Linked DNA regions of Mus musculus: regions 1, 3, 4, 5 and 6 are each linked to region 2. A link is a contact called in public Hi-C and promoter capture Hi-C data. All regions are on one chromosome and are shown on one strand. The core of a region is the stretch at or near the end of the contact, and the rest is flanking DNA. Distances in the headings are between cores, read along the strand shown.

What was found. Promoter capture Hi-C pulls out the DNA fragments that hold promoters and counts their contacts. Hi-C and Micro-C count contacts between places; a contact is called where the count stands out from the background.
Region 1: a promoter capture Hi-C map of pre-B cells shows a contact between it and region 2, with 7 times the contacts expected there. The contact joins the promoter of Dld here to the promoter of Ccdc71l in region 2. A contact is called at or near these places in 5 of 39 promoter capture datasets (the C10 cell line, the HPC-7 cell line, hippocampal neurons and 2 more), 1 of 484 Hi-C or Micro-C datasets (CD4 T cells), 1 of 115 datasets of contacts at active chromatin or transcription factors (astrocytes) and 2 of 9 other capture datasets (adipose tissue and liver).
Region 3: a promoter capture Hi-C map of liver shows a contact between it and region 2, with 8 times the contacts expected there. The contact joins the promoter of Twistnb here to the promoter of Ccdc71l in region 2. A contact is called at or near these places in 5 of 39 promoter capture datasets (the 3T3-L1 cell line, hippocampal neurons, liver and 1 more), 2 of 484 Hi-C or Micro-C datasets (CD4 T cells and liver) and 1 of 9 other capture datasets (liver).
Region 4: a contact with region 2 is called in a promoter capture Hi-C map of embryonic stem cells, with 5 times the contacts expected there. The contact joins the promoter of Twist1 here to the promoter of Ccdc71l in region 2. A contact is called at or near these places in 2 of 39 promoter capture datasets (embryonic stem cells and liver) and 1 of 115 datasets of contacts at active chromatin or transcription factors (astrocytes).
Region 5: a contact with region 2 is called in a promoter capture Hi-C map of pre-B cells, with 4 times the contacts expected there. The contact joins the promoter of Tmem18 here to the promoter of Ccdc71l in region 2. A contact is called at or near these places in 2 of 39 promoter capture datasets (embryonic stem cells and pre-B cells) and 1 of 9 other capture datasets (adipose tissue).
Region 6: a Hi-C map of CD8 T cells shows a contact between it and region 2, with 5 times the contacts expected there. The contact joins the promoter of Sh3yl1 here to the promoter of Ccdc71l in region 2. A contact is called at or near these places in 2 of 484 Hi-C or Micro-C datasets (CD4 T cells and CD8 T cells) and 1 of 115 datasets of contacts at active chromatin or transcription factors (microglia).

What each region holds. Positions count from the first base shown.
Region 1 is chr12:31,349,393-31,352,782 of GRCm38.p6, reverse strand. Dld (dihydrolipoamide dehydrogenase) reads left to right here and starts at 1,312. Exons shown (of 14, transcript NM_007861.5): 1 at 1,312-1,482; 2 at 3,108-3,186. The coding sequence starts at 1,444.
Region 2 is chr12:32,376,537-32,380,390 of GRCm38.p6, reverse strand. Ccdc71l (coiled-coil domain containing 71 like) reads right to left here and starts at 1,602. Exons shown (of 1, transcript NM_001162903.1): 1 at 1-1,602. The coding sequence starts at 1,407. The coding sequence ends at 751.
Region 3 is chr12:33,427,171-33,431,011 of GRCm38.p6, reverse strand. Twistnb (twist basic helix-loop-helix transcription factor 1 neighbor) reads right to left here and starts at 1,388. Exons shown (of 4, transcript NM_172253.2): 1 at 1,104-1,388. The coding sequence starts at 1,357.
Region 4 is chr12:33,955,523-33,958,939 of GRCm38.p6, reverse strand. Twist1 (twist basic helix-loop-helix transcription factor 1) reads right to left here and starts at 1,269. Exons shown (of 2, transcript NM_011658.2): 1 at 302-1,269. The coding sequence starts at 962. The coding sequence ends at 342.
Region 5 is chr12:30,582,918-30,586,333 of GRCm38.p6, reverse strand. It overlaps Tmem18 (transmembrane protein 18), which reads right to left and starts at 1,891. Exons shown (of 5, transcript NM_172049.2): 1 at 1,772-1,891; 2 at 744-864. The coding sequence starts at 1,828.
Region 6 is chr12:30,910,011-30,913,440 of GRCm38.p6, reverse strand. It overlaps Sh3yl1 (Sh3 domain YSC-like 1), which reads right to left and starts at 1,772. Exons shown (of 10, transcript NM_013709.5): 1 at 1,214-1,772. The coding sequence starts at 1,214. Acp1 (acid phosphatase 1, soluble) reads left to right here and starts at 1,829. Exons shown (of 6, transcript NM_021330.4): 1 at 1,829-1,951. The coding sequence starts at 1,909.

The DNA of each region.
Region 1 (3,390 bases), core at 63-2,562, 1.0 Mb after region 2:
GAATACCCATCTGTCCAGCTGAACAATCTCTTATCTTATGAAAGGGGAAAACAAGGGCTTAAGATGTAACTCAGGTGAAGAATGCTTGCCTGGTATACTAGAAGCTCTGGGTTCCGTTCCCAGCAATCAGCAACACATGGTGGTGGGCACCTGTAATCCCAGCACTCAGGAGATGAAGGCAAGAGGACTATAAATTCAAGGTCATTCTAAGCTCTATATTGAGTTTGAAGCCAGTCTGGGACACATGAGACACTCTCTCAAGAAACCAAAAAGGGGTTGTGGTGGTGATTAATATTTGGTAACAGCTAGCTTTCGTCATAACATTAAAAAATCATTTATTCATGTCTTTTTCCTTCTAAATGGGCATAGATAGGTAAGAAGTAATATTCATCTAATCCCTAACTCTATGGAGTTCAGTACAGTGCCTGGGCTGTAAACTTTTGAGAAGTATAGAGTTAAGGTTTAAACTAGAGACTGTTATTACAAAGTGGTATCAGACCTTAAATCTCTGTGCTCAATTTTTTTTTTTTTTTTGTTTTTGTTTTTGTTTTTCGAGATAGGGAGCTCTGGCTGTCCTGGAACTCACTCTGTAGACCAGGCTGGCCTGGCCTCGAACTGAGAAATCTGCCTGCCTCTGCCTCCCGAGTGCTGGGATTAAAGGCGTAGCCCACCACGCCAGGCTCTGTGCTCAATCTTATAGACAACAGTTAGCAATCTTTTAGGTGCACTCTCAATGAAAACCTAACACCTCACCCACCATCCCAACCCTTCTAGTTTCTTCTACAAGGGAGGCGTGCTTTCAAAATACAAAAATAGAAGGGAGCTTGTTTTCTATACTTTTTGTTAGCGCAGTTTTCAGAACAGGATGTTGGTGAAGAAAGGTTCAAGCCTATCCTTTCCATTGCCTTCGAGAACAGAGATTGTAAACCAGCCGTTAAAATCAAAGCCTTTGTTCGTAGAGCTGCAGTTACCTCTCCTTTGCTTTCTTTAACCTCTCAGGGCTCCATCCAGAAAATGCAAACAGTTCATACGGTTTTTGTAAAGCTAGATAAAGCCTACTGCCCACGAATATCTAGCACAACCATAAGCTTGTCAAGTTGTCAAACTTTTCTTCCTTTCCTATTTAAACTTTACTTTCTGTGGGCTTTACTGAAGAAACAACATTTTTATTTATCTAGTTCGTCTTTCAAGGATAATTTGCAACTCTACTCCAGTCATTTGAGCAACAGTTCTCCAATTCCCCAGCTGCCACAAAGCGCAGCGCCCTTCACGACAGCGCACGACGAAGCGACCGGAAAGCCTCTGCCTTTCGGGCCAATCGCGCTGCTCCTCGGCGATGACGTATATGTTGCGCAGGCGCAGGGTGGGGAGACCTTGGATAAGTCTTACCAGGCGTTCAGCGGAGGTGAAAACCCCTGGTTGGAGGGACGGGACCGAGGGACGATGCAGAGCTGGAGTCGTGTGTACCGCTCCTTGGCCAAGGTGAGGGCGGCCCGCGAGGGGATGATGCTGGACCACAGGCACTTAGACGCCCGCTGTGGGCCCGGACGCGGCCTGCCGCCGGGAACCGCCGCGGCCCCGCCTCTATGCCGGCTCGGTGCGGCCTCCCGAGGCAGCGGGGAGCGCGAGCCCGGGCTCGGGAGGGCCCTGCTGCGGAATGACTGCCCGCAGCCCCACACGACCCGGACGCTGGTCCAGGGGCCTGGGCCCTCCCCCAGTTTCGGGGAGGAGTAAATGACCCTTGCCACGCGCGGCCTGCCCCTTCCTACCTTTCGCCTCATCCTAATGACCCGGGGGGTGGCCTACTCTCCTACGGCGGGGAAGTAACCTTGAGGCCCGACTGGCCCAGACGTGGTCAGCTCCAACACACCGTCCCGCGAGTTCCTCCTCCAAGGATCTGTTTTCATTCACGTCTCTAAACTAGTGCACCCTGCCATCAGTCAGGCCCTGGGGCTTATAGTTTTAATTGCAGCGGTTTGTCGTCCAAACAACTTTCCCATTTCACCTGCCAATTGACAGCTGCCAAATTGAATGTATGAGGCCTAGTGGCAGGGTAGCAGGATAACTTTAGGGACAATACAGAAATGAGACTCTTCACGGCTGAGCCGTCTGTGTCTTTAAAAGTTAATGTAACACGCAAAATGTCACTGTTTTAGGGAGAAGGTGAGCCGCGTCTCTCAGTACAGACAGTTCTTTGTTCCTCTTTGGTTGGCATATCTTGATCTCAGGTGCAGAAGTTGTCTTCAAGTAAAAAACCTTGCTGCATCAGAGTATATTGTCGCTGCTGTCCATTGCTTACTCGCTGTGATAGGAGCTGGAAGTGTGCTTTCTTTATGTGGCCCTGGCCTTAGGAAATGGTAGTCACACTGCTTAGAGAGTGTGAGATTATGATGCAATTTGTGGGACTTCCAGAATGTGAGGCCACTCCGTTGTTGGTACATTTTCCTAGTCCAGTTGGTGGCTTAAGAACATCTTTATAGATCTTATAAGTGATTACAGACTGTTAAGTAGATTTGTTAGGAAGCAGAATGACAGATGAAATGAATATCATTGAAATACTTAAATACCTGAATTCAAAGTTTTGGGATTTTAATTAGAATACTAAACTGATCCTTGGCAATAAAATTAACAATGCTTTCTGAAGTTTTAATAAAACTGTAAGCCATTAAATATATTTTTATTAGATTTAATATGAAATGGTTCATTGAATGTTCATAATAATAAGGCAGACCTGGCAAGGTAAGATTGTGAAAGTTTAATATTATGGACAAAAAAGGGAAATTGGTAGGATACCTGTTTGCGGCAGAGAAAGTCCATTAGTATTATTGCTTGATACATTTGCCCCAGTTGTCATCGACCTTTTAAATTACATGTATTACTTGTGCACATGCCTGTGGGCATGAGCGTGCAACATAGGATGAAAGGATGCCAGAAGACAGCTTCTGGGAGTCAGGTCTCTGCCACCATATAGTTCCCACGGATTAAACTTGGGAAGTCACCCTTGGTGGCAGGAGCCTTTAGCCAGCGGGCTATTTTGCCAGCCTGTTTTAAAAATTATATTTTACTTAACAGGAAAATTTCTTTTGTCTTTTTTTTTTCTATTCTAGAAAGGCCATTTCAATCGGATATCTCATGGCCTACAAGGAGTTTCTTCAGTTCCTTTAAGAACTTATGCAGATCAACCAAGTAAGTACCTGATAACAGCAGTTTTCAATCCGAGTAGCTGAGGAAAGTGAATGTTAGAGTGACTTGTAGTGTTAATCTGTGTGCTTGTTTACTGTTGTCTGTACACCCTGTATGCTACGAGAGGTAAACATGGCCAAGCCCGTTCTTAAGGTGAACAGTACGTAAGTATTCTAAGTGTTTGGAGAAGAAACTGAAAATTAAAGC
Region 2 (3,854 bases), core at 353-2,852:
TTTTAAAGAATATTCTACCATTTTACTTAGGAGCTCAGTAAATATAAACTTTCAATATAAAACTTTATATATAAACACCTTAACCTTTTATTTTAAAGTTGTACTTTGCATCTCTTGTTAATCACTGAGCTCATGAAATTCAAAGCCATACAAATCCTTACATTAACAGTCATAAGCTTGAAACTCTTAAAAGACGACCTTGATCAAAGCTTTGGAATCCAGTAAAAATTAGAAAACGAGTGGCCTTCAGAATACCCTGAGCGTACACCAGCACTTCACCAGGAAACATAGTCGATCTTCTGTCCAGAAAGTGGGGCTGACAGTCAAAAAGAAAACAGAAGGGGAATCAGGAGCAAGTAAAATTCTGGCTGTATTACACAAGCACGAAAACAAAATTCCTTTGGAGAAAAAAATTTGTAAGTCTTCGGAGGTCTTCCAGACCGGTGAGGTAGAGTCCGAGAGGGAGAAAACGCACGTGTCCCTCCAGGTTCTGGAGACGTCTCCATCCGGGTTGGGAAGCAAAGGGACTTCTGTCGCGGGTCCGGCCGTCCCGTCTGGCCGCGGGCGTGGGGGCCGCACCTGTCCCGATCCTGGACCGCGGCGCCGCACCGCATCCAGGGGCCTAGTTCGCGCATAAAGTGCACCAAAGGGGGCCGGTTCTGTAAACATTCGACTGACATTGACATAAGTCCGTTCCAGCGCGCGGAAGCTTCCCCGGGCGGCGGCCGGCAGGAGGCGCCGCAGCGCGCATCACAGCCGGTGCACCGGGAAGCGGCGCAGCCTCACCACCGGGTCCAGGTCCACTCGCAGCACTTGGCTCGCCCTGCGCCGCGCCACCGCCAGGCTGCGCTCGCCCCACACGTCGTCGCCGACGCGGATGGTCGGGAAGCTGGTCAGCGTCGGGGTGGCCGCCCTCCAGATCTCCTCCAGGGTGCGGCCCCCGAAGCTGGATGCGGGAGGCCCGGGCTCCGCGGCCGCAGCGGCGGGGCGCGGCCTACGGGTGTCCGCGGCAGCCCGAGCTCCACGGCGCCTCCTCCTGGGCGTTGCGCGCGGGCGCGGCCGGCGCGCGGGGCGGCTGTCGGGCGCCGGGGGGTCGGGCACCAGTGCCCGGCACGAGGAGTAGCCGTAGACGTCCTTGCTGCGCAGGATGTGCGGGGAGAACTGGTGCTTGAGGCTGCAGAGGAAGCTCCAGAGCTCCGCTTCCGAGCTCATGAACTCCGTGCTGCTGGGCATGAAGAGCTTGAAGGCGTCGCCCAGCGCCTCCGTGCTTCCGGCCAGCGACAGTTGCGACCGCGAGTACACCACCTTCTCCTCCAGCGCCTCCAGCCCGGCCCCTCCTTCCGCTCCGTAGCCGCCGCCCCAGGCAGCCCGGGGCCGGCGCCGCCGCCTCTTCACGCCGCGTCGCATCAGAGGCCGCTCGGGACCGCCCGCCGTCCCTGTCCGCGCCCGGCTCGGCGGCGCTCGCCTGTGCTGGCGCCTTCCGCCCGGCGCTGCTAGCCTGTGCTGGCGCCTTCCGCCCGGCGCCGCTCGCTACTTTTCTCGCCTCGCCGCCCCTCCCCCTCGGGGCGGAGGACGCGCTGGTTGTCCTGTGGCCGGGCTAAAGATGGCGGCAGCGGCGGGCGCCCACCCCGGGGCTTTGTCATTGGACGGCGCCCGCCCCCTCCCCTGGCTTCTCTTTCTTCTCTTCTCTTGCCTCCTTTCGCCCTCAGCCTTTCTTTAAATGGGCCCGCCTTAGTCCCCGCCTCCCACGGCCTCAGCTCCTCCCATTGGGTGCTCTCCGAGTGAGGGGCGGGGACTGATGGGGGAGAGGCCAGTTCGTGGAACATGGTGGCTGTGGTGGGTGATGGTGAGGCCCTGGAAGGCCAGTCAACCATTGGGTGGATCCATGAGGGTTGCCCTGTCAAGAGAAGGAAGTGGGTGGGTGTGAGTGCCATGTTTGGGGGTGTCGTGGGTGATTGTGTTCAGCTGTGGGTTGAGCTGGGGAAGTCTACCAGTCTGAATAATGAGAGAGAACCCCAAGACTTGATAGTATAACAGCTGAGAGAGTTGGGTATAAACTAGAAGGGATGGGCATTTCATGAATCCCTTCTAAAGTCTCAAATCCTGCTTTGGCATCTTCATATGCTTTGCCTCTCTTGACCCCATCTTTTAAGAAAACTAAAAGTTCAGGCATTGATGACAGCTTCCTTCTGGGCAATGGAACCATCTTGGCACATTTAGGAGGTACAGGTCACTGGGAAAGAAAAGAGTTAATACTGTATGAACTAAAAAGTCTGCTCAAGTTGGACAAACAGCAATGGCAGCAAAGCTGTTCTGCTGAAAGAAAACATTTTTTTTAAATCAGAGTGCTATTCCACATTTCAGTTGGTATTAAATTGCCATTCGCAGCACCATCTCTATCCTTGATGTAGTATTCCACGTAATCAATAAGATTCTTTGAGAAGAATACATCCTTAAGAATGAATCACCTTTTGTATTTGGGAAGACAGTAGTAGACATCCTTTTTGTCAATTCCTCTATTCACTCTCAACTCGCTGCCTATTCACATAATAGGCGTTGAATGCATACCAAATGGATGTATGAAATAGCACTGCCTGTTTGAAATGGAGTGCAGCACTGAAATTGCTTAGAACAAGGTAATTATATATTTTGCATTTATATTGCAATTTTCTTTGAAGTCCTTTAAACTTCATTATTCCCCTTGCTGGGGATAGAACCCAGAGCTTCACACATATGAAGACTGCACCCTACTAGTGATCTATACCCTCCAGCCCCTAAGATTTCTGTAAAATAAGGTTTTTTTTTTTTAAATCTATGTCCTGGTGCTAGAATTTTCTTCAGTAAGTATCTTATTTTGCAGCACACAATGAATGCAATGCCAAATTTTTGTGATCTGCATACAGTTAAAATAGTTCCTTTAAATATTTGAGCTGAGACACACCTGGTTCAGTCTTCTTGTCGCACAGATGAGGGCAGTTTAGACCCACAGGAGTTTATTAAGACAGCTTGCTAACAGCAGGGTTGCTGCTATAGAGCTTTATGTCCCTAATCTAGAGATCTTTATATTTCACTGCTGGTTCTTCCACACTGTGTTGTGCTAACTAAATAGAAATGCTTTATGCATGTTCAGTGGCATGACCAAAAGACATAGCTGTATACCCCTGATCGTACTTCTCACCCACAACTAGGAAATTTTAATCTGTCCTGTACTGGACACGGATAATATTTTGTTTGAACCATATAACATTTTATTTAGTTTTAATAAAAGCTAAAAAAAAAAAAAGAATAAAAGAGAGAAACTTGCTTTCCTATACTAAAGTGCACACTCTACACAGTAGGCTGATGGCAAAAATAAAAACGGTGACCATGAATCAGTTTTCCATGTACCAAAATGATGGCAGCCTTATAAAGAGAAAATCGTTTTCCTAGAAAAGCATACTTCCTCTCAGAACAAGATTACATAGACAATCACTAGCTTCCTGTCTCCTCATGAAGGAATTACGTTGCAACCACTGTATTCATAGCTAGTTCTCTTGGTAATTCTGAGAACACATAATGTGAAATTTGAATAATTTCTGTCAGAATACAATAGAATATCAATTTCTGTGTAGATGGACCCAGGCAATCTCACCGTAAGCTAGAAGACTATGGAGGGAGGGCTTCATCATGAGAGAAAAGAATAAATTAGAACACAGTCTAAGTTCACATGTTGCCATGCTCACCCTTCCATGTTAACTATAAACTCTTTGGATCTTGCCACATAAATATGTACCATGCATCTACATTACGAATTAATCTGAGCCAAATAAAGTCACTAGAGACTTTGACAAAAAATACTTTCTACCTTTAATATC
Region 3 (3,841 bases), core at 139-2,638, 1.1 Mb before region 2:
CCCAATATTTTCAATGTTTTATTGACTTTTTATTACTCTTAACTAATACTCAAGTAATACTGAAACCTAATTTGCATTGGAAAAAATAGGCTTCTTTTAGCATACCTTTAGCACAGTAACAAGGAGAGGTGTCCAGCTCAATTAAACAGTGTATTCTATTCTACATGGCTGCATTATCCAATTCTGTTACAGAAATGATCCGATTCTCGTCTGTAGTGTGGCTCCTATTATGCATCTTTAAATAACTTTTCCCCAATGAATGAAAAGCTGGTTAGACTACTTAACATAACTATGTTTCCATGCTTAGTGACCACCTTGGATGGTTAATGGGGCTGACTGCCAAAGTCCTCGAGAGTGGTAACTGCTTTGGATAATTTGCCCCAAAACAATCCCTGCAATTTCTGAAGTGTCATTGAATTACTAAAGACATCGATGTCATCTCAGGTATCTCTGAACCTTGCCCCCATTCCCGCCAAATTAGTTGTGAAGTGTTATGGCATATCATTTCCCATTGAAATTCTGAGATTTTCTTTTTCAAGGTATTCTTACTAGTGCTTAATATAAATGCACTGGTGTGTGTGTGTGTGTGTGTGTGTGTGTGTGTGTGTGTGTGAACTTTCTATTCCTACAAAAAATTAGGCTCGTCGTTCATCCCCAATTAGCGCCCCCCGGGGGGACGGGGAACAATGAAATTACAAACAAACCTGCCTATGTTTTGCAATGAACCGGCTTCCACATTAGGAGAATAATACTGACAGCAAATTTTCATTATTAGGTGAGAACACACCCGGAAGTGATTAAACGAAACGTTTAATACCCAAAGCTCAGCCTGGTGGGTTTCTAGACACCGGGCACCTCTAGTCTCCACACGGGGAGTGCTTTTAGCACTGCAGCAGCCGCCACTCACACCACACCAGCCAGTTTCATCCCCAGGAACCGGGCCACTGCATCCAGGCCAGCGGCGCCGAAGGCGACGGTAGACGCCGGGGCTAAGGTTCACGAAGCTCGTGCGACTTTACTTCCGCGGCGCCGTGGGGTTACGGAGCTGAGGGCCCGTTGGCCAGCAGAGACGGGGCTCCCGGGAGGACGCGGCGACATCTTACCTCTCGGAGTAGCGCAGGAGCTCGGCGTCCAGCTGCTCGCGGATGCCCGTGCGCTTCCTGCTCAGGTAGCGGGGCGACAGGGCGATGTGCCTGCGGTGCGGGGCAGCCACCAAGCACGAATAGCGGCTGCCCACCAGCGCGCACGCCGCCGCGTAGCTCGGCAACTCCAGGCAAGGCAGGACCCCGGCCTGACCCGCCACGGGCCTCTCGGAGGCCGCCTGGGACCGCTGAGACTCCACAGATCCCGCAGCCATGAGGCTTGGCTGGGTGCTTCGGGGCGCGCACGGATGACGCAAGCATTCCTCCCGCCTCACCTCTGAGTGTTGATGATGGCTGACATCATCAAAAGGCGACCGACCGCGGCCTGGGGATTTTTAATCTTCTAAAGCTGCATTATAGAGGTTTGACCAGCAGAGGGCTGCTGCTCTTTCCCGAGTCCAGATAAACCTCTGAGGCCGTGTACCTATAGAGCATGTGTGATATCCAGAGGCGGTTCTCTGATATCTATAGGCAGATGTTCATCACTTCAAAGTATGCTCAGTTATGGAGCGAAGCTTGAATTTATTGAATTTATTGATCTGGGCACCTAAGTATAAAAAGGCAGAGGCCCAAAATAGCTTGTTTTGTTTTGTTTTGTTTTTTAAGCTCCCAGTTTCTTTCAATACTGGGTCAAGGCCTAGTGAATTAATGGTTTGAGCTTTTGTTTTGTTTTGTTTTGTTTTGTTTTAATTCTTTTGGTTTTCTGTTTTTGTTTTGTTTTTAGACAGTATCTCTCCATGTAGCCTTGGGTGACTTGAAACTCGCTATGTAGACCAAGCTGGTTTGGTTCTAACATTTAGATATTTGCCTGCCTCTGCCACAAGAGAGCTGGGATAAAAAGCACGAGCCACTACTCCCAACTGAGTATTGTCTTTATTGGATTCAGCATGGCTATTGATAGGAGTGCCCGGTTCCAGCTGCAATGAGGCCTGATACATTGTTATGCGCCTGAGCTGTTCAATAAGGAATCAGAAACATTCGTGGAGATTTTCACTGCTGAACCCAATCATACACCGCAGCAGGCCACAAATTGCAAAGGCAACATCTGAACTGCTAACACCATACCTCTCCAATCTAGGGTCCCTCTGCCTTCTGCTATATCACAGTGAGAGTGTTGTGACATGTTTTTCAAATGGCTAAGCCCAGCTACCAGCTTTGACCTTCTTTTGTATACCCAGACATCAACCATATCAGCACAAGGGTTTGTATTGCCCAAGGGATAAAAAAGAAACCTTCATTTGGACCGTGATGTCCTAACAACCCAAACTGTTCCTCTAGCTCTTACAACCCTCCACCTTCTTCAACTATGATCTCTAAGCCTTGGGTGCAGGAACTGTGCACATCTTGGGCTGCAAAATGTTGGTTTAAAAAGCCCAGCTTCATAAAAAACTACCTACCTTGGCTACCTGATGAAGGGAAGCAAGAGGAGCCCACCGCAGAATAGCATTGTTACCATCCTTCAGATTCCAATGCCAAAGACTAAGACAGCTGTATATTGCTGGCTCTGAATATCAGAGTTTATGGAAATAGCAAGGCCTGTCTATAGACTAGCACAAAGCAGATACTAAGCCCCTAATCTGGACTAATACTAAACAAAAGGCATTTGAGGCCTTAAAAACAGCTCTGACTTCCACACCAACCCTAGAATTTCCAGACAAGAGGGTTTTAACCCAAACTTTGGAGCCATGAAAATACCCTGTGATGACTGGACCCTGTAGCCACAGGATGGCCCACCTGTCTAAGAGTTGTGGTGGCTCCCTCTAGTTTAATTTTTTTAAGTTAGCTTTGGGTCAATATTTTATACTCAGAGCACACAGTTGAGACCTTCCAATGAGGAACACCAGAATGCTGGCTGTCTAATGACTGTGTGACCTGGCCCACATAATGACTGTGTGACCTGGCCCATCCCCGAGTTCAGTTTGAGAAACCCACTGCTATCGATCCTGCTGCCTTCTTGTCTGATGAAACCAGGTACACAGGAGCTGCAGTAGTTACTTTAACAGAAAAAATTTTGGACCCCAGCCAAGTACCTCAACCCAGAGAGCAGAAATGATTGATCTGACCCTAGCTATCAAATGGGGAAAGGGAAAGTCCACCAACATATACAGGGACTGTCAGTCAGTATTCATTTACTATCATTTATTTTTATTCACATTGTGATCTATAAAGAAAGAGGGCTTCTCACAGCTGGGGAAAGAGACATTTAAAACTCTCAGTGCCCCTAGAAACTCCCTACAAATTGCTGTCCTCTACTGCTGAGCTGCTGACCTGGTTGCCTGAAAAGGGATCCTAAAGACCAGTGGGGCCTATTGATATTCTGATGACATACCTTGACACAGTGCTGCCTGAGACTCCATGACAAAGAAGAAATGCACAGCTCACACCCAGTGCTCTCCGGAGGACAGATCATTCTCCCGGAAACAACTGGCAGGACTCTGGGAACTGACCTTCACCAGGCTACTCATCTGCAGTCCACAAAACTTTCCAAGCTCTCAGACCATGATATGTTATGTCTAGCACAGGATGTCTCAGCCAGGTTCGTGCTCAAGTGAATCCAAAACAGAGAGCCCTTGCCCAGGAAGGGTCCAAATGAGAGACCAACACCCCACAAACTCCCAGAAAACTGATTTCACCAAGATCCAGACTGCTGGGAGAGGATAAAAGTACTTTTCTAGATACCTTTTCCAGTAGAAACGTTC
Region 4 (3,417 bases), core at 20-2,519, 1.6 Mb before region 2:
CGTTTTGGGCACAAGGCCCCTATGCTTGACTTTCTCAATCTTCTGTCATGCACACCCCCGCACGCGCACACACACATACACCTCTCCTGGGCACACTGGTTCTCCCCGACCCTAGGACCTGTTTCCCCTGTGGGGACTGAACTGCTTGCCAGGGATGCGGGTGGAATGAGGTGGCGGTGCCTGGCTAGGTGGAGGGCAGCGAGGAGAGTGGAGGGGGATGGGGGGGGGATACCCAGCACGGTGGCGAGGTGAACAGGGGACCCGCGGCCTGGCCCGATCGATCCCTGGAGCCGGTCCTTACCTAGGTCTCCGGCCTGCAGAGGGGGTGGGGAGCTCCGCTGCTAGTGGGACGCGGACATGGACCAGGCCCCCTCCATCCTCCAGACGGAGAAGGCGTAGCTGAGCCGCTCGTGGGCCACATAGCTGCAGCTTGCCATCTTGGAGTCCAGCTCGTCGCTCTGCAGGACCTGGTACAGGAAGTCGATGTACCTGGCCGCCAGTTTGAGGGTCTGAATCTTGCTCAGCTTGTCCGAGGGCAGCGTGGGGATGATCTTGCGCAGGGCGGCGAACGCCTCGTTCAGCGACTGCGTGCGCTGGCGCTCCCGCACGTTAGCCATGACCCGCTGGGTCTGCAGCTCCTCGTACGACTGCGGGCTCCCGCCCCCGCTGCTGCTGCCGCCGCCGCCGCCACCACCTCCGCCCGCGCCGCCGCCGCCGCCTCCGCCCGCAGATTTCTTGCCGCGCTTGCCCTGGGCCGGGCTGCCTGGCTCGTCGCCGCCTCCGATGCCCCCGCCCGTGGCCCCGCCGGGCCCCGCGCTGCCGCCCGCGCTGCGCCGACTGCTGCGTCTCTTGCGAGCCCCGCGCTTGCCGCTCGCCGGCTGCTGCCGGTCCGGCTCCTCCTCGCTGTTGCTCAGGCTGTCGTCGGCCGGAGAGACTGGCGAGCTGGACACGTCCTGCATCATCTCGCGGGCGGCGACGTGCGGCCTCGCGGAGCCGGGACGGGGGAGGGTAGAGCAGAGGAGCGGGGCGCCCTAGCCCGCCAGCTTCCCCGCGCTCGGCGCCGGCCCGGGCGGTGCGGCCCGGAGGACGCAGGGAGGCGGGATGGGGGTGGGGGGACCTCCGCGGGGAGGGCGCTGGAGGCGGGGAGGGAGGCGGGCGGGGGAGGGGACGGTGTGGAGGGCCCCGAGGTCCAAAAAGAAGGCGCCCGACGGCCGCAAGCGCGCCCCGTTCCGGCCTGGCGCAGCCGGTGCCGGTGCTGGCGAGCCCGCGAGGTGTCTGAGAGTTGGGCGCGGGCTGTGGACTTGGCGGCTCTTATACCTCCGTGCGGGCGGAAAGTTTGGGGGCAGCGGTGTCATTGGCCTGACGTGGGGAGGAGGGACTTTTCGAAGTTTTATAGGAAAGTTTCCTCTTTCCAGCCCCCCTCCCTCGCCCCCTCCCCCCTTGCTCGGGGTCTAACAATTCGTCCTGCGAACCATTCAAAACCGACCTGGCCCGAGCGGCCAGCCCCTGCGCCCGCCTCTCCCCTCCCTCTCCCCCCCCCAGCTCTCCCCCTCCGCTTCGGGGAGGACGCGGGGCGATTTCCTTCCGCGCCAGAGCGCGCCCAGCGCCCCCGCACCCGAGCACAGCACCGCAAACAGGGGACTGTCTGGGTCGCTGTTGCAGTCTCCCCCTCCCCAAGTGGCTGTGACAGCAGTAGTGGCAAGCGGCTTCGACGCTCTGGGTGATGTCCCATCCCGCCTGGGATCCCTCGGAGTTCTCCGGGCCCTTTGGGGGTGGCTCGGGCCCGGGCTGCGAGGCAAGAAAAGTTTCAACAACCGAGTCCATCTAACGGTCAGGTAGAGGAAACCTCTAGTCGGAAACCTCTAGTCCCAAGGGATTCCCCGCGGCTGCCTGGCCCTGTGGTCGAGGGCGGTTCTCAAGACGTGGCCACATCGTGGGCGCTATGGATCTGCGCCCTGGCCTGCCGTGTCACCCCTCCCGGAGAAACGTCTGGGCTCTCCTTTCCTGCTACGGTGACCCAATCTAAAGTTTCCCTGCTCTCAGAGGACTGTGCTTCCAAAGGTGCTGGACCTAGGCTGGAGTTCATTCTTTTACAGAGAAAAGCCTTGTTCTTTTGAAGGGAGCAAAGCTAGGGAAAGATAGAGCAGCCTTGGTGCTCCACGCTGCCAGCCCTAGGTGGAGGAGAACCTTGAGAACATTTCATGTCCGCTAACTCCAAATTAAGCCCTGCATGCTAACCTTGGGTAGTCCATACATTTAAGGTGGGGGATCAATATTCTCGTCTTCCTAGGAGATCTTGTGAGTAGTTATGCTCCCGGTGCCTCAAATGCACTCAGCCATGTTGGTTGATTGCAAGCGGTTTTTTTTGTTTTTTTTTTTTTGTTTTGTTTTTTTTTTTTTTTTTTTTTTTACCAAATACCTTGAAACCCCAAAAAGGATTCTGGAAAAGTGGAAGCAGAGAGGTTAATGAGCAAGAAGGAGAGTGGCTATGGAAGCCAGTGATTGCAGGGCTCTTTACATTTTTTAAATATGTTTTATTTATTTATTTCTGTTTTTTAAGTAGGATGGGGATTTAGGGAGCCGGTACAAGGTGATCTCTTACTCAGAAAGGCAATTCTGGGTCCGGAGGAAGTAGCCAGAGTTTCAGGGGCAGAGTTTGCGGGCGTGGAGGTGAGCGTCTCGAACTCCTGCCCTGTTCCCAAGCTGAGGACCTTGCTAAACGCCCAATCCCCACTCCCCTGGCCAATCCCCCGGGAAACTGCCAGCTCAGCAAGTGCCCCTTTCTGGGTTGGACCAAAGGTCGCGGCCACCGACTTCCTGAGAAGCTGGAGGCCGGAGCCCCTGCGACGCAGGGCAGGCCACGTGGCTGGGTCCTGCTGAAGCTCTCAGCTGGGTCCCGGAAACTCTGGGGTGTGGAATGCCTGAGGCTAGTCCGAGGACTCAGCCTTTGTAGAGAAAGCTCTCTTCTGAGGCCAGTAAACCCGACTGTACTTTCATCCGAGTAGAGACCCCCCCCCCCCCTCCCCGGGCTTACCCTGCACCGTTTTTACTGATATCCAGAGACAATGACCACAGTGTGCCAACTGGCCGGCCTCGCCCGCCGCTACCATATTTTAAAATGACAGCCTGGCTGAAAACCAGATTCTACTTGACCTCCACTTAATTTTAATAGCTCGTAGCCAATTCTTCTCAAAATAAAGCCACTCCTGCACCCTTGCATTTGCATTTTTCACCGACAAGAATTTATCTCTTGGAAACAAAACGTGGCAGAAATTCTGCCGCATCCTCTTACCCAGTGCTCTCTTTTCTAAATATGAATTTCAGAGTATCTCGTAATTGGGTGACTGCGGAAATCTCGATTCACCCTTTATTAATATCAACCTCAAAAGATCTATTTTTTATTTTAGCTGAGTGTTA
Region 5 (3,416 bases), core at 642-3,141, 1.8 Mb after region 2:
CACTCATCAAGAAAACTCTCCCCACCCTTCCAGTGTCCACAAAAATCAAGTATTTACCCTGTAACCACTCAGTTTGGGACACTTTGCTCCTGGGGATTGTGGTATCTGACCTATGAGCCAGCTTCCTTCCCATGTCCCACCCTGTATTTTGGGGGCTCTGAACACTTATTTTCACTGGGGCCAGACCTCACACCTAGGCCAGTCAGCTGTTACTCATCTTTTCTTCCTGACATTTTACTTTGTATCCTTCTGACCCAACTGAGGGGCCCAAAATAGTGAATGTCCCCATTTGGCCAAGTACCAGAACTTTTACTGTGTGCCTGTTTCTGTGCAATAAAGACTCTATCTTTCTCCATTTCACGTACCTAATTAATCCCTACATAGAATTCCTAAAGCCATTATCTTTAAAAATAACCAAAAGTAATATTATATGCATAGTCTGATTTCCAGAGCAGGCAGTATGGGACTAACCCCAGCAAGAAAACATCTACATGAGAGATAAATTGCACTGAACTCAAAGCAGGAATTATCTGTGTAAGAGTCAGCATAAGAGAATCAACATCTTAGTGTACAGATGTTTGGCATCCTTAGTGACCAACCTAGAACATGTCCAAAGATTACTTCATGATCTCCATATAGAAATGAAGGCTTGGGAAACGCTGTGAAAACACAACGCAAACAAACCCAGGGGCAGTATCGCAGCAATGAGAGTGAGCAGAGGGATTCAAGGTTCTCCTACTCACCCAGACACAGGAAGTGCCCGATCTGTAGCTTATACCTCTGTGAGGAGAAGCAAGTGAGAAGGAGGCACAGCAGGTGGAAGGCAAGGAGTCCTAGGAGCCACGGCTCTGTCCAGTCTGTCTCCTGTGAGGAGATAGCGTTAGAAACCTGGAGGGCAGCGAAACGAAACTGCTTTCCTGTGGGGAGTGGGAGCTACTGGTCCCTTCCATTGAGTTTGGGGGTCTTCCATTGGTGTTTGTATACAACCAGAACTCTCAGACAAGCAGGAGCAAGCGAGAGGAAACAGCGATGCCTCAATTGCAAACACAGTCACAGATTTTTATATAAAGATTTTAAAGTCTGAGCACACAGGATGGAAACTACTGTCCACTTGCCTCTTTGGACTGGGTGAAATCTAGAGGGTTATTATCAACTAAACTAACGAGCTAAGTAAAGTCATGTTAACTTGGAATGTGTGAAGCTGCGTACACCAAGCTCCTCTGTGCATGGAGGTCTGGAAATGAGAGCCATCCTAACCTGCAGAGCTGACTGTCCCTGACACTTCTGCACCATGCAGCCGGCTAGTGTGCTTTGGGGTCTTAAGTACAGTCCCCAAGGCTCCAATCTTTCTGATTCTGTCTCCAACTAATATTAAGTTCCTAGTCCCGACTTCTTAGAGCTTCCCATGCCATTTTCCAAGGGCACGGCTCCGCAAGGCAAGACCAGCTCCTCTATCTGGAGCCCTAAAGCTCTTGGGGACAGCTTGAAGTCCAGTTACTGGGTAACGCTCATCTCTTCTGTGCCACATCGGAAAGACAGCGCACTTGAGAGTCTCTCCAGACACTGGCAGGGAAGTCAATGTATGGCGCTAAGACGCCACCGGGGTGAACACTGGTGTTGGGGACTCAGAGGACGGCCGGTGCGCACCCGGGAGCTGCCCCATCCAGCGGAGCAGGGAGCGGCTTCAGGCAGCCCGCCCGCCCCTGCGCAGTTCTCGCAAGAACTAGCAAACCCCACCAAACGCCGGCGCCACTTAGAGCCTGCGAGTTACCATGATCACCGCAGGGATGCTGACTGGGAAGGATCGGACTGAGTATGCGGACGACATCGCGCCAGGGATCCCAACAGCCGGGACGAGTCCGCAGCTTCCGACAGCCGGGAAAGGCGCTTAGACTTCTCGCGAGATCTACGGGTACGAACCTGGCGCTTGGCTCTTCTCGCGAGAGTTCTGACTTTTTTTTTTTTTTTTTTTTTAAAAGAGCGTCCAACTTTCGTTATTGCAGTAGTGCATTTCTGTAAGAAGTGTCAACGTGCTCACCTAGTTCTGTTTCTTCCAGACTGCCCAGAAAGCGGAGGGTTCGTGGGTTCCACAGATGCAGCCGGCGGCTGGGGAGAGTTTGCCAGGGTCCGATGGCATCCTTGCTCCAGTAGCCCGCCAGGCAGCCGGCAGGAATCCCACTTCTACCCCAGTGGGATAAGGACACCAACCCACCCACAAAACTTTTCACCTCAAATTTGTCTTGCCTAAAAGAAATGCAGGCACAAAGATGAAGCAGAGACTGGAGGAATGGCCAACCAATAACCAGCCCAACTTGAGACCCATCCTATGGGCAAGCACCAATCCCTGACACTATTAATGATACCCTGCTATGCTTGGGGACAGGAGTCTAGCATAGCTGTCCTCTGAGAGGCTCCAGCCAGCAGCTGACTGAGACAGATGCAGAGACCCACAGCCAAACACTGGACTGAGGTCGGAGACTTTTATGGAAGAGTTGGGGGAAGGATTGAAGGTCTTTAAGGGGCTGGGAACCCCACATGAGGGCCAAAAGAGTAACTAACCTGGACCTCTGGGAACTCTCAGAAACTGAGCTGCCAACCAAAGAACACACATGGGATGGACCAAGGCCCCTGAAACATAAACAGCAAAGGCGCAGCTCAGTCTCCATGTGCACACACACACACACACACACACACACACACACACACACACACACACACACAACTGGGGCAGAGGCTCTCCTAAAGCTGTAGCCTGACTGTGGTATCCATAGCCCAACAGGCCTCAGTGGGAGAGGATGTGACTAATCTGGCAGAGACTTGATGCACCAGGGTTGGGGGAATACCCAGTGGGGGCTCACCCTCTCAGAGGAGATAGGGAAGGTGGGAAAGGGTCTCTGTGAGGGGTGACCTGAAGGGGGTAGCGTTTGGGATGTAAATAAAATGAAATAAAAAGTCCCAGGATGAATATAGTGTCAGGTCTCACCATGCTGGATAGATAGCAGCTGAATCCTATAATCCACACAGCCCTTACCCAGAGAAATGGGCTGCCAATGGTGTCTGTACCACAGGATTCCTGTCCCACGAAACCGAGATAGACATTCCATCAATAGGACATAGTGAAGCAGCCCTATCCAGTAGACTGGTGCATATGGTATCTGCCCCCAAGGCCAGCAATGAATATACAGTCAGTACTTGCAGATGTAGGATGGGCACAGTATTCTTCCCCTTGGCCATTCACATCCTAACTCATTGATCTAGAATAGACAAAGATAGTGGTGTTTCTATGGATCTATGGGATAAACATGGCCCTAGTAACCTTGTGTGGCTGGCGATGCTATCCCAATTCTGGGGTGGTAGATTGCTCAAGGGTGACATAACACTGGACAGTTTGGAGTATCCACGATCATGCAGACTGA
Region 6 (3,430 bases), core at 523-3,022, 1.5 Mb after region 2:
CAGAGTTTTAAAGCTAATTTTCTTTGAAAGGTAAAAAAGAGAAAAAACAAAAACCAAGGTAATATTGACTTATTTCACAGACATTGAACACAGTGAGCCAATAACCAATTCTCCTTAGTTAAGATGCAACAAACAGGATGAATGTTATCACTTAGTCTATTTTAACCTCCAACATAGCAATTTACAAACAACCAGATGCTACTATGGTATTTCAATAACAGGCCACAGAGCAGAATAAAACAGCACCTTCAACCCAGCCGTGTTATTCTCTAAACTTTGTGTACAAGTGAACTAACTCATTAGTAATCGAAACATTTCCTCATATCTCAAGGAAAATACCTGGGCCAGCAGGAATACAGAACCTGTTCACTTGGTAAACACAGAACAGGGCAAGGCTTCTGCCCCAGGCCAGGGCATTCCTCCATGGAGGTGGTTACTTCAAGTCTTTCTTCCCTGGTCTGCCTTGGCAGGGCAGTAGTAACATCTGTTGAAAAGAAGCCGGCACATTTTGCCAGGGGAGAAACCTGCTTCCTATTGTTACCTATTCCTATTGTTCAGAGCACTAAAAGAAAACAAAACAAACAAAACAAAACAATAACCAAACCAAACAAAAAAAACCATACAGGCACTATATACTAGAGATGCAGCAATCAAATTACCCTCCACACCACCCCTTTGTAAAGTATCGCAGAACCAAAGACACTGTGTCAAAGTCCTGACACCTCTACCTCTGGAAGTCCCAAACGCATGTGAGCCCCTCCCCTAGGGACTATCCTTTCCCAGAGATCACATTCCCACAAAGGCCCTACACAACCCCCAATCTGCACCTCCTTCATCTGTGTCAAGTACACAGGATGCCAATTCTCAAAACAATTTGAAACCAGAAGATGGTAAAACATCAGATATTAGGGGAAAAATAACAAAATGAAAGTCTGTCTTCAAAACTGGAAATGCTGGAGGAAAAAAAATTTTTTTTCTGCAATGAAGCGGAACGACTGTGGTTAACAATCAACCAAAACCTTTAGCCAGGAGTGTAGAAAACTAATCTTGAGTTCTGAGGATTTACAAAAGGATCCGTGCAGTATGATCTTGGTGGATGCGCCCAGACAAACCCAGGGACTTGACTGTTTTCTCTCCTCTTTCACAACGCCCATCGCAAGAGGAAGAGTTGCCGCGGTGCCGACACGCCCCAGCCGCTCAGACCCTTACTCACTGGTGCCTGCCGCTCCTCTCGGTACCCGAGCTCCTCACTCCAGTCCAGGAAGAGGAAAGCGTTCTCCTTGGTCCGCCTCCCTGACGGGACCCGCCCAGCGGGCGCACACCTGACCCAGGTAAGGGAATAGGTGTATGCCCTGTTTTTGCCAAAGCGATCACTGGTCCTATACCCTTGCTCAGAACGTAGCTCATCTGCGTCCACCCGCCTCATTCCTTTGAAGCCTTGTAAATCACCCCCTCTTCTTAATCGGGGAAACCCACTGCTAAGTACCGTGGCCCGGCCTGGGGTCGGTGGTCCAAAGGGGTAACTTAGCTTGGAAGGGCGGGTAGCTCCGATCGGAGGAGCCACCCTAGGAGGCTCTGCAAGCCGCTATCCTTGAGTTCATTGGCTGCCCTGGCACATCCTAATCCTCCCTGCTCAACACCGTGCCACCCAAGCTGCTCTGGGGGTCGCCCCGCGTTCACCCCGCCCTCACTCCTTAGACGTGCGACCTGGGCAGAGCTCAGAGTGAACGCTAGCCCGGGCTGCCAACCCGAACGCCTAAGCCCCGCCCTCTAGGCGACTTCTGGCCCCGCCTCTGGCCGCGTACGAACGTGGGGCGGCGGACTGCGCATGTCCACGGTCAGAACCCTGGCAGTGCGCATGCGCCTCGTCCCGACGCGGTTTCTGGGCGCCAGGGTCTGCACCGAAACATGGCAGAGGTTGGGTCCAAGTCAGTGCTGTTCGTGTGTCTCGGTAAGGACTCGCCGACTTAAGGGTCTTTTTCTTTGGGACCCTGAAGTGCTCTCCCTGTTAGGCTTCCGAACAAGAGCGCTGGGCGGAGGAAGCAGATCAGAAGGCCTTGGCTGGGCCCGCGTCTGAGCACATACTCGTTTGTCTGCCTTTTTCATATGCATCCCCCATCATCTGGTACTCCTCTGAGCCCGAGATCTGTGTAATTTTTGTCCCAGATTATGCCCTTCCAAAGCCCATGTCACCCTTCCGAGTGCCCTTCAACCACAAATCTTTGTGCGAGTTCTCTCTCTCAAGCCCGTAGACCCCTCTCACTTGCTCCTCCTCTTTTAAGTCTGAGAGTCGCCCATCATCTGCTTTGGCAGTTACTTCCAAATCTCTGTGCTGAAAAATATCCAACCAAAACAACTTTAGGGAGAACAGATTTGTTTTGACTCAGTTTCAGAGGTTCAGGCCCCTTTTGAATGGTTGTAGATTCTGGGCTTGTGGTGAGGCAAGGCATCATGGTCCTTCAAGGTGGCCAGAGCATGAGTCAGGGACTATTTGCTCCTGTGGACGGGAATCACAGAAGGGGAGAGTAGAGAGCAAGACAAGCGTTAGCCCCAAGAGCACGCATCGGGATGTATTTTCTTCTGCTCAGCCACACTTGTATCTTTCATTACCTCCAGTCATTTCCTCATATTTTGAATCTACTGGGTTAAACCATTGACTAGGTCAGTGCCCTTATGATCACATCCTCGGGGGATAAGCCATCACCGACGTCCTGAGAGTTGTCTTTTTCTAATCAGTTAAGGTCTCGATGACGATTAATCATCATCCCTGTTATTCCCTCATGCTCTTGTCCGTCACCTAACTTGCTTTTCTTCCTTTGAACCCTCTCACCTGCTAACTGGCCCAGGTGGCTTCATATCTGTAGTGTGACTCTCTAAGCTGGCCCCTTCTATTAGAACAGCTGGAGTTCTTGCCGGAAACCCCCACCCCCACCCCTGTTCCCCATTGTGCCAACGTGAGCCTAGGTTACAGGAAGACCATTCTGTGACAGGTTTGTTTGATGTCATCCTTGGGTCACAGTTGCTATGGTTCTCAGCCAGTCTCTTTTCTTTAGGTCTCTCTGAAACCTTGGTTTTCAGTCCCTAGGACAATTACTCATGCCATGTGAAAAACAGTTTGTTTTTAAATGAATAATCTTTTAAGTACCTTCTAACACAGAATTTCAACCTTGATTCTCCTTTACATAATATGCAATTCTTTCTTTTTTCAGAGTTCTTGCCTCCTTGACTCCACCCTGAGGGGCAAGGGTTAAATTGTCAACAGTCCAGCTATTTGTCTTTTGTCCTCTGCTTTTCCTACAGAGTGACACTCCTCTTTAGGCTAGAAGTCTGCCAAGACTTTCTGTCTACCTCGCTTTATCTTTCCCACCCACCTGTGGGGACTGCCCTTAAGAAACTGTTGCTGTCCTATGCCTTGATGGTATGGTTAACT